2 separate regions of the Mus musculus genome follow, and region 2 is linked to region 1. Evidence: chromatin contacts called from public promoter capture Hi-C data. All regions are on one chromosome and are shown on one strand. Each heading gives the region's core, a stretch centred on a gene start, on an enhancer-like site or on the middle of the called end of the contact. The rest is flanking DNA. Distances are from core to core; before and after follow the strand shown. Region 1 holds the start of Acsbg1 (acyl-CoA synthetase bubblegum family member 1). Region 2 holds the start of Cspg4 (chondroitin sulfate proteoglycan 4).

Region 1 (4,738 bases), core at 926-3,425:
CAGCTGCCCAATGCCGCCTGTTCCTCCACCTCCAGCCAACCCCTCTGCAGCTGAGGGAGGGAAGAAGAAGCTAGGATCTCTCAGCTAATAGGAGGTTTCAGGCACTTCCAACCCTACCCAGAAGCAGCTGTGCCTGGCTCCAGATGTGGCAACTTCAGTGACTCCAATAAGAGATCAATGGTCTCTTCTTGCAGTTACACTGCAAGGTTGCCAGGGTATATTCACTTCCCCTGTTGGATAGATGGGGAAAGTGAGGCTCAGAGAGAGTATGTCTTGCCTTGAGTCACAGAATAAGTCAGGAGCGGAGCCCGACTAGAGCTCAAGTCTGCTTTGCAGTCTGCTGCCAAGATGCCCTGGGATTTGTTCTGGGGTTACTGTGTCTGTGGTGTGTGTGCCCCTGGATCTCTGAAACCATCTTCATATATGATCAAGGTCAAGGAAGAAGTCAAGGTCATCTTCAATTGCACAGAGAGACACATTGAAAATCGGAGAGCGTCAACAATTTACTCAATGTTGCTCAGAAAGCAGGCGATAGAGCTGACACTCTAACCCTGGCTTCCAGTCCCTGTCTGTCCTGCAGGGACCTCCTGAACCTGTGCTCCTTCCCACGACAGAGTCCTTTGCTGCCCAAGCTGAAGATGGCTCCCAGGTTTGACCACCTCTATCTGTGTTATCAGTGAGGCAGACCTAGAGCCTGTGAGCTCAGATGTTCAAAATTCCTCCCTATTGGCTAAGTCCCTGTCAACATAGACCCGATACATGGACTTCAGCAAACACTGGAGCTACTGACCCTATGCAGAAAGAGATGGGACAAATGGGAAGACTTAACATGCGTGCCCTATTAGGTTCTCTGGACAAACTCACCAGCCCTCACTAAGTGGAACAAGGGACTTTGAAAACCAGCAGACGCTATTCTTCATTTTTGAGAGCTGAACTTTCCAGACATCTGGAAATATCACCTGGGATGTCGGGATGGCCCCTGCTCACTGACCTCATGACATCATGAGTGATGCTACCCAGAATAGACCCAGAACCTCCAGGGCCCAGGCCTTCCTATGCCAAGAGCATAGAATTGTTCAGGGCCACAGTTGCTCCCCTACACTTGCCATCCATACAGGGGGAAGGGATACTGTTTCTAGGTAAACAGCAGCCCACTCTCCTGATGAGTTTGTCCAGGGGACCTAATGGGGCACATTAACATGTCTTCTCATCTGTCACACCTCTTCCCACATAGTCCTTACAAGGACAGTGGTCATGTTCTTGAGCGTTTTCAAACCTTGCAGATTCCTTGTCCTTGACCTACCCTGTAGACAGCCCAGCTGTTTAGCACACTGCTCTCTCTGAGCCCTATCTTCCACTCTTCTGTTCTTGCTCTCTTATGGGACACAAATGCAGTTCCTCCATATCAGAGATAACCTCAATCTCTGTTCAGGTACGGACAGAGAGGGCCAGAGACTTTCCAAGGTCATAGCAGGCTGGAATGGAAACCATGGGTGCTCCCTCGAACTTTTCGGTCATTGCCTGCCCGCTCCTACCATATACCAGGTCACCTCCAACCATGGGGAGACAAAGGAACGTGCTTGCTGACTGAAAAAAAAGTCTTTCTTAATACCAATGTGACTTGTACCTCAGTTGAATCTCTAACGGCCAACAGAGGAACAGACACACTGAATCACACTCCGAAGGATAAATGTCCCTGCCCTGCTCTTTTTCCTTCACAGAGATCTGGCGAAGAAACCGAGACTCAGAAAGAGGGGCAGCTTGCTTCAGGTCCTCCAGCATCACATCGTGATATGGAGCCCCAAGCCCCACGTGCTGACCTTGGAGCACTGAACCCACCTGGTTTGCGAGTTGTCTTGGGAGGTCCCCAAGCTGGCCCCCTGCTGCTGATCATCTCTGCTGTCAGGCATGTTGGAGTCCCTGGACAGACAGCAGTATCCTGCTTCAGAACCGCGTGGCATCTGCTGTGTGCATTCACCGAAGACAGTGCGGTCTCCCACAGTGAGAGGCTGGCCTTGAGGGGGCAGCGGGGGGCGGGCATGGGGCTGAGGTGGGCGGTGCCTGAAGTGACCCGGAGGGCCCCATTTCCTCTCTGTTTTCAGAAGCTCAGAATGTTCCTAGGCAGTAAATTGCTCAGGACTAAAACTTTCCTTTTCTTCCTGGTTTTTCCGCTGCATTCAAGATGAGGAGAATTTCAATGAAGCCAGCCTTCATTTTTATGCAAATTGGCCCCCAGTTCTCCCAGAAGGTCTAGCCAATGGGCTTAGGACTTCTAGGCCCTCAGAAAACCTCTTTACTGTCTTTAAAGGGACACTTTGGAGCAAAGGGGGTTCCCAACACAAATCCAGACTGAGCCTGAGATGGCTGCTGGCCCCAAAGTCCAGCTTCAGCGTGTGTAGCCTCAACATGAACAGATGAATGCAACCCAGGAAGGTTTGCCCCAGTCCCTGGCTCTAGATCCTGTACTGGACACAACAGGAGAGCCACAGCCCCTGCCCACAAAGAGCCCAGTATTGTGAGGACAAGAAAGTGGAATTTCCAATAAAGAGGACTACTGTATAGCTCATAGAAGCATCTACACTAAACAGGCATGAGAGAGAACCCCAAAATGGGGCCATTTGGGGACACCTAGACAGAAGCAAGGGTTTGCCCCTTTAGTTTAAGGAGGAAAGCCTAGTTGGCAGGCAGCCATGAACAGAGAGGCAGGAAATGCACAGGGCAGGCGCTTTTCTCTGAATACCAGAGAGATCCTCTAAGGTGAACTATATATTCATTCCTGTGACTTCCATAATTAAAACAAAGTAAAACAACTATAATCCAGATGGCTTAGAGGAACAAAAATGCATTCTCTCATCCTTCTGGAGGCCAGAGGCCTGAAATCCAGGTGTGAAAGGATCATGGAAGACTGCTGGCCTCTGCCCTAGTTTCTTCAGGTCAGTGCCCCTGCTTGTCCAACTTGGCTTTTACATGCAGTGTCCGTGTCCCCCCTACTCTTCCATGGTTGGCTTCCCCTCTGTCTACATCTCTGTTTCCTTAGAAGGCCATCAAGCATCAGACTAAGGTCCATAGCAATCCTGTATGAATTTATCTTAGCTGATTACACCTGCATAAACCCCATTTCCAAATAAGGCTACTCTCTGATGCTCTGGGAGGAGCATCATTTGGGGGAGACAAAACTTAGTGCAAATTTTGGCAGAGATTCTTATTGTCATTGGGAGAAATCAAGGTTCCCTTTTTGGGTCAATGGTCTTGTTAATAAAGAATTTAAATAGACACAAAAGGAAGCCTGAGAACAATTTTATTATAATTTGGGAGAAAAACAACATGGCAGGTAAGGTTAAAAAATATATATAATATTATATACATATATGTATATATATAAATATGTATATGTGTATGTGTATATATATATATATATATATGTGTGTGTGTGTGTGTGTGTGTGTGTGTCTGTGTGTCTGTGTGTCTGTGTGTCTGTGTGTGTATCCTGACATCTGCCAGAGGAGGGAGATGGAAAGTCAAGTGTAAGTTAAGTATGAGGGTCAGAGAAACAGTGAGTGGTGAAGCAAGCATATTTAGGTTTTTGCCTGGCATCTGAAAAACAGACCAGGAGAAGGAAAAAGAAAAATGGCTGTGGATCTGAATTCATAAGGTTCTATGGGGTTCCTGCAAGCTCTACTGCCACCAGTGGAATGAACCACAAGCAGTAAGAAGAAAACCTACCTCAACATGACTTAGTTAGCTGGGCTGGTTCAACCTTCTAGAGTCCGACCCTAAGCAGTTTATTTTTGGTCTATTTAAACACAGTTCCTGGACCAGTTAGAACTTTGGGGAAAGTTTCCTCCTGACAGTTAACACAACAAAGCTTAAGGCATAACTACATCTAAAGGCCGTTGTAAAGCTCATGTCTTTTACAAAGTAGCTGTGACCTCTTCCACAAGAATACCTTCAATTGCCTGAGAAACAACAGGGGAGAAGAGTCTGAGGAGGAAGGTTTGCAATAAGCATAATAGCAAACTCTTTTACAAAGTACATGGGGCCTCTTTCATAAGAGTGAGTTATTTGGGTGAGGCCTCGCTCTACAGATAATAAATGTTACAATGTACTTAACACATCTATTCCCAGCATTCTGGATGGAAAACAACCATGCACACCCCTTCGGTTGATGAGGAAAGCCTGCATGTTTAACAGTTCTGAATTCTCTATTGCCATCTGTAAGCATATGGCTTTTGCCCTCTACAGGGCACCAGATCCAAGATCTTGTGTCCCAAGGCAGAAGGTTGCACCAGGGACATGTGACTAGAAACAGACATAGAGACCATTTATGTAAAAAGGGCAAACTGGTCCAGGAATAAGAGTGGGCTAGTAAGCCCCAAAAACATTGGACTAAAAGGAATTAGTCGTTCTAAGACATTTCCATAGCATCCCCTTTCATGTTTGTACCTCAGAGACTCAACATATAGGAGTACATGTTCTGTTTGTTAGATGAAGCCAGGTGGGGAAGGGCTCCAGACTTCCCTGCCCACTAGCTTTTTGTCCTATGTTAACCTGGTGCAGCTTTCTGTGGTTTTTACACTGCTGTCACAGTAAGAGATGCTCCCAAGAAGATCAATGAGTCTGCTGGTCACAGGCGATGCTCTTAACTGAGGAACGCAAGTGACTAGGAAACACTGGCCTGTCCCCAAGTAATTCAGGGCATAAGCCACAGGAGGCCCGAGTCTTCTTCAAGATTCCCTTT
Region 2 (4,738 bases), core at 845-3,344, 2.2 Mb after region 1:
AGGCATTCCCCCTGGTAAATGTTTTACAGACTGGGAAACCCCGGCAGAGATGCACAAGCTGGGTCATGAACACAGTGCTTGTTGTATTCTTTTTCTAGGTCTGTTTCTCAACCCCACGGGCAGCAAGGCTGGGGAGGCTCTGAGCTCATCCTGTCTTAAATCTCAGCTGTGGGCTGGGCTGCAGCTACTAGTCTGGAGGCTCCCCAGACAGAGAAGTGATTCCTGGTGGTGGTGGGCAAATAAATCTGTGGGTAGGGGCCGAGCAAGATGCCAGAAGATGGGCGGTATGGGATGGTGCACGTCTCCTCTCTAGTTCCCAATTCATAAAAAGACAAACATTTCCCCTCCCTCTCATTCTTAAAGAGAGAACTCTTCTTCCCCAACCTTCCAAGAAGCCTCCCCTCCCAAACCCTGGATCCATATTTGGACAGTAATTGGCCCTTAATGAGGACCAAGTGTTGTGCTGACTCAGAAGAAGGAAAACAAGAAACAAGGCATAGGCTCACTGTGTCAGGTTCCCCAGGGTGCCTGGATAGTTCCTAAGTCTGTCTAAGTCCCCATAGAATAGCAACAATCAGCTTCTTAGTCCACCTTAACAGGTACTTATTGAACACCTACTGTATGCAACTGCCTACGGAGGGGAAAGTCAAAGGTTCACAGAAGACCCTCCATCAAGGGGAGGATGTGCAGTAGTTGTATACAAACCGTGAAGTACTGGGATGTGCAGAATGAGAGAGGAAGAAGAAAAGGCGATATGAGTTGAACACCTACTGTATGCCAGGCCCTAAGGTAGGCATTTGAGACATATTAAAACACTTAATGCTTATAAATTCAAACTTGTAAGTGAAAAACTGAACCACAGGAAAAAAAGGAGTAGTTAAAGGCCAGTCAAGTAGGAGAATTGGGATCAAGAACACATCAGACCAGGCATGGTAGTAAGAGCACAGAGCATGGGCTCAATGATTCGGCTTGCCCTCGCCTGGATCAACTCACCCAGGCCCTTTAATCCCTCTCAGCCTCAGTTTCTCTATCGAAATGGGGCTCGGTTCTATCAGAAGTCATGAGACGCTGGACTTGTGCTATGATTGTTGCTGCTCAGGGGTAAGGATTGGAAAGAGGGTGCACAGTGGAACGTGGGCACAGCAGGGAGCCCAGTGGAGGGATATGCGTGAAAGAAGAGAGGAACGGGAGTGTTCCTCTATGCGTCTCCTAGAAAAAACCCAGGCCAGGTCCCAATGCAGCTGGGGCTGGCCAAACACAGGCACGGGGAAAAGCCACAGTAACTCTGCTTTTTCCAGCTCCTGGTTGGGACTAGGCAGGCTCTTGCCTGGGAAGGAGCCAGGAGGAGAAGGCCCCAGCCTGAAGCTGTTAGGTAGGAGCTAAATCCAGGGCCAGATTTCCAGGAGGTGGTGGGGCAAGTGAAAACACCAAGATTTGGGGGTCAGGAGGCCTGGGATCCTGGCAGGAAATGGCCAGGCACTACCTTTGACCTTGGATTCTGAGCTGGGCTCCTCCTCCACAAAATGAAGGGAAGGGTGCTCAGCCCCTACCTTGCAGGGTTGTTTTGAAGCATGTGTTACCACAGGGCTGAGCTTCTGCACCACAAGATCCAGACCTCTTGTCTTTACAGGCAGAGAATGTACAGTCTGTGGAAAGAGAAGGGCAAACCCAGAGCCCTGCCTAGCGGTCTGCTTTAGTGGAATCCTCGGGGACCTGTGACCTTGAAGGCACCTAAACCCCTACATCACCGCAAGGGCAGAAGAGGGCTGGCAGCTCTCACTTTTATTTCCCGTTCTCAAGAGATCCTGTCCACAGAGTTCTGGGGGTCTAAAGACTTAAGAGACATTGTCCCAAACCCTTAAAATGGGGCATGGGTCTGCCTTGGCAGGAAAGGTCCTTCAATCCTAACCAGGAGCAAGAGCCCAGCACGGCCCCTTTAAGAAAGTTGGAGGTGGGAGCAGACAGAGGGAGCCCCCGCCCGAAATCTAAGCGCGGGTCTGGCGCCTGCCCCGCCCCCGGAGTTAAGTACTGGACAGCCCTTGCGCCCTAGCCCGTGCGAGGAGCCCTGCTCCCTCGACTTTGGACTTGAATTGCGACTTGCGACTTGCGACTCGGTGCTGTCCAGATTCAGCACGCTCTGTTCCTTCGCCTTACAAGTCCAGGCACCCAGCCCCGCCGCGATGCTTCTCGGCCCGGGACACCCGCTGTCAGCTCCAGCCCTGGCCTTGGCTCTTACCTTGGCCTTGTTGGTCAGATCTACAGCTCCTGGTGAGTGAGGGACTGAGACCCTGCCCCTGCCTAAAGGATCTATATGGGGACTGCACTCATGGTCCCTGATCAAGAGTCCAAGGGCCTATACTTCTTCCCCAGGCTGAGGGTCTGGAAGGAAAGCTGTGATCTCTGTTAATGGGAACTCCGGGTATCCAAGATTGTCTGGTTTTCCTGACCCTAGAAAGTCAGACTCTGAAAAGGGACCCCTGGAGTCAGATTGCCAAGGGTGTGGCTCTGCCCACCCAGGTTGTCTGGGACACTTAGCCACCTCGATGCTATCCATTCTCTTTGCCATACAGGTTTGAGTGACCACAGTGGCTATCAAAGTATACCCAGAGGCAGCATTAAGTGTGCATCCTGACCACAGATACTCTGAGCCAGAAGTGGGGGTGCTGTGAAGTGAGACTCGGAGAGGAGGCACAATGCCCCACCCTGTGTGTGCCCAGCACACCTCTGCCACGGCCTCCTCTAACTGCCTCTGGCTTCCATACTCTCTTTTTGTTCCCAGGGCTGGCTAGCTGGCTTCTGTCCCTACCTCCATCGGCCCGTATACCTTCTTTCCCTCGTGTCTGCTCTCCTCACTGAGAGGACCTGGCTGGTGACAGACAAGACCACCCACTCTCCAGGGCCCAGAGGCAAGGCTGCCACCCCTCAGATATCTCTCTGATAGCCCTGGGACAAACCAGGCCACACCCCCTGTCTCTAGCTCTGGTGTCTGACCAGCAGAGCCTGAGTGAAGAGCACCTTGGTGGGCATCTTGTCTGTCACAATTGTCACAATCCCAGGAACCCTAGCAGTACAACGCTCTTCCTTTCCTGGAGATGAGGTCTGGTTAGACCATGAGATCTGTGGCCTCGGGGCCCCATCTGTCATTACTACCAATGTATGAATCAGGCAGTCAGCCTACATCTTTCAGGACCATTTCCAAGAGCAACTTAAAGCAGAGAAGGAACTTGAGTCTCCCTTCCAGGGGCCCGGACCACACCCTTCTCCCCGTCAGACGGAGGAGACCAGCTCTAAAGAAGGCTATCACGAGGCACCCAGAAGGGAAGTGAGTCAGGGAAGGACCCCTCACTAAGGTGACTCCAGCTAGATCTGGGCTCCTCATCCTCACTGCTCAGACTGCCTTTCCTAAAATCTCACAGTCCCGGAGATGAACAGACATGAGGGATGTGAGGAGGGAACACTGAGGTAGCTGGGCATTTCCAACCAAGAGATGGTTCCCTGCAGGCCCTACCTGCTTGGGCTTCAACCGGGAGCAATTTTTAGACACCATCTTAGCTCTGGCAATGAGAGACATGATGCTAGAACAACACAAAGATGGGCGGGCTGCGTCAGGGTGTGGCCATGCATGCCTGTAATGTCAGTACTGAGGAGGTCGGAGGAAGGGGATTGGTTGCACTGTAGGTTCAAGGCCAGCCTGGGCTGCAGAATGAGTCTCAGATTGGCCTCAGCTAGAGTGAGACCCTGCCTCCAAAACAAGTGGGGGTCGGAGGATAAAAGGGGCAGGGGAAGAAAGGAGGAGAGGAGATGGGGAGGAGGAAGAGAAGGAGGGGAGAGGACTTGTGTTAATTCAGGAGATATAGTGAAGTAAGGTAAAATTCAAAGAGCGGTTTCTAATTGTGTGTGGAAAGATCCAGGTGAAAATGCACAGGAAATCAGAAATGAGATGGGTGGGACAGAGGGGCCAGCCGTCGTCCTTGAGTCAAGCCTTGAAGGGTGGGAAGGGAGTCTGACTCCTGTCTGCGGTCCTCAGCCTGGACAAGAGCAGGAGGTGGGTGTAACGGGGTGTTGAAATAGAAAGGCCAGCAGCCTGACTGGAAGGCATATTTTGAGCACAGGACAGGAAGAGCCATTGAGCTAAAACCTTAAATGGCGAAATGAAGCCCACAGCCTGGGCACCAATGGTTAGAAGAAGGTGCAGCCGAGCCCTGGTTTGTTTTGTAAGATTTAACCCACCCTGGACGTCAGGAAGGACTTGGGCATGGAGAAGGATTGAAACGGCTCGTGTTCTACCCTGTGCCAGACAGCTTCTGCATAACAACCCTGTCACCCCCAACCCAGGCTAGGGGAGCTACGTGGGGGCTGGACTCACAGCCCGGCACCAGGAGTCCAGGGGCCGGTATTTCTTCCCCAGGCTGATCTCTGTTTGTAGGGTCTCCAGCTGTCCCAGGTTGTCTGGTTTTTATGACCCATGATGTCAAACTGCCCAGACCCCTCCTGAGTTCTGGGTGAAGAAAGTGTTATGCCCACTTCTCTTGGAGGCCCTTGGGTTCTCTTGTCCCAGCTGGGGCATACTTGGGTGGCTCCCCTACACCTCTCTGCATTCCAGAGGATCCAGGTCATGGGGTCTGGGAGGCAAGTTTTCTTGGCAACCATCTGGACCAACATCTCAACTGTACAGACAGGAGAAATGAGCCCCCAGAGAGGAAGCAAAAGTCTTAGGCCTTTGCAGAAACCCAGCTGC

The links. Promoter capture Hi-C pulls out the DNA fragments that hold promoters and counts their contacts.
Region 2: a promoter capture Hi-C map of liver shows a contact between it and region 1, with 3 times the contacts expected there. The contact joins the promoter of Cspg4 here to the promoter of Acsbg1 in region 1. A contact is called at or near these places in 2 of 39 promoter capture datasets (embryonic stem cells and liver).

Annotation. Positions count from the first base shown.
Region 1 is chr9:54,659,710-54,664,447 of GRCm38.p6, forward strand. It overlaps Acsbg1 (acyl-CoA synthetase bubblegum family member 1), which reads right to left and starts at 2,176. Exons shown (of 14, transcript NM_053178.2): 1 at 1,840-2,176. The coding sequence starts at 1,961. Gm39341 (a long non-coding RNA gene) reads right to left here. Exons shown (of 3, transcript XR_870774.2): 3 at 4,639-4,738.
Region 2 is chr9:56,863,010-56,867,747 of GRCm38.p6, forward strand. It overlaps Cspg4 (chondroitin sulfate proteoglycan 4), which reads left to right and starts at 2,095. Exons shown (of 10, transcript NM_139001.2): 1 at 2,095-2,268. The coding sequence starts at 2,181.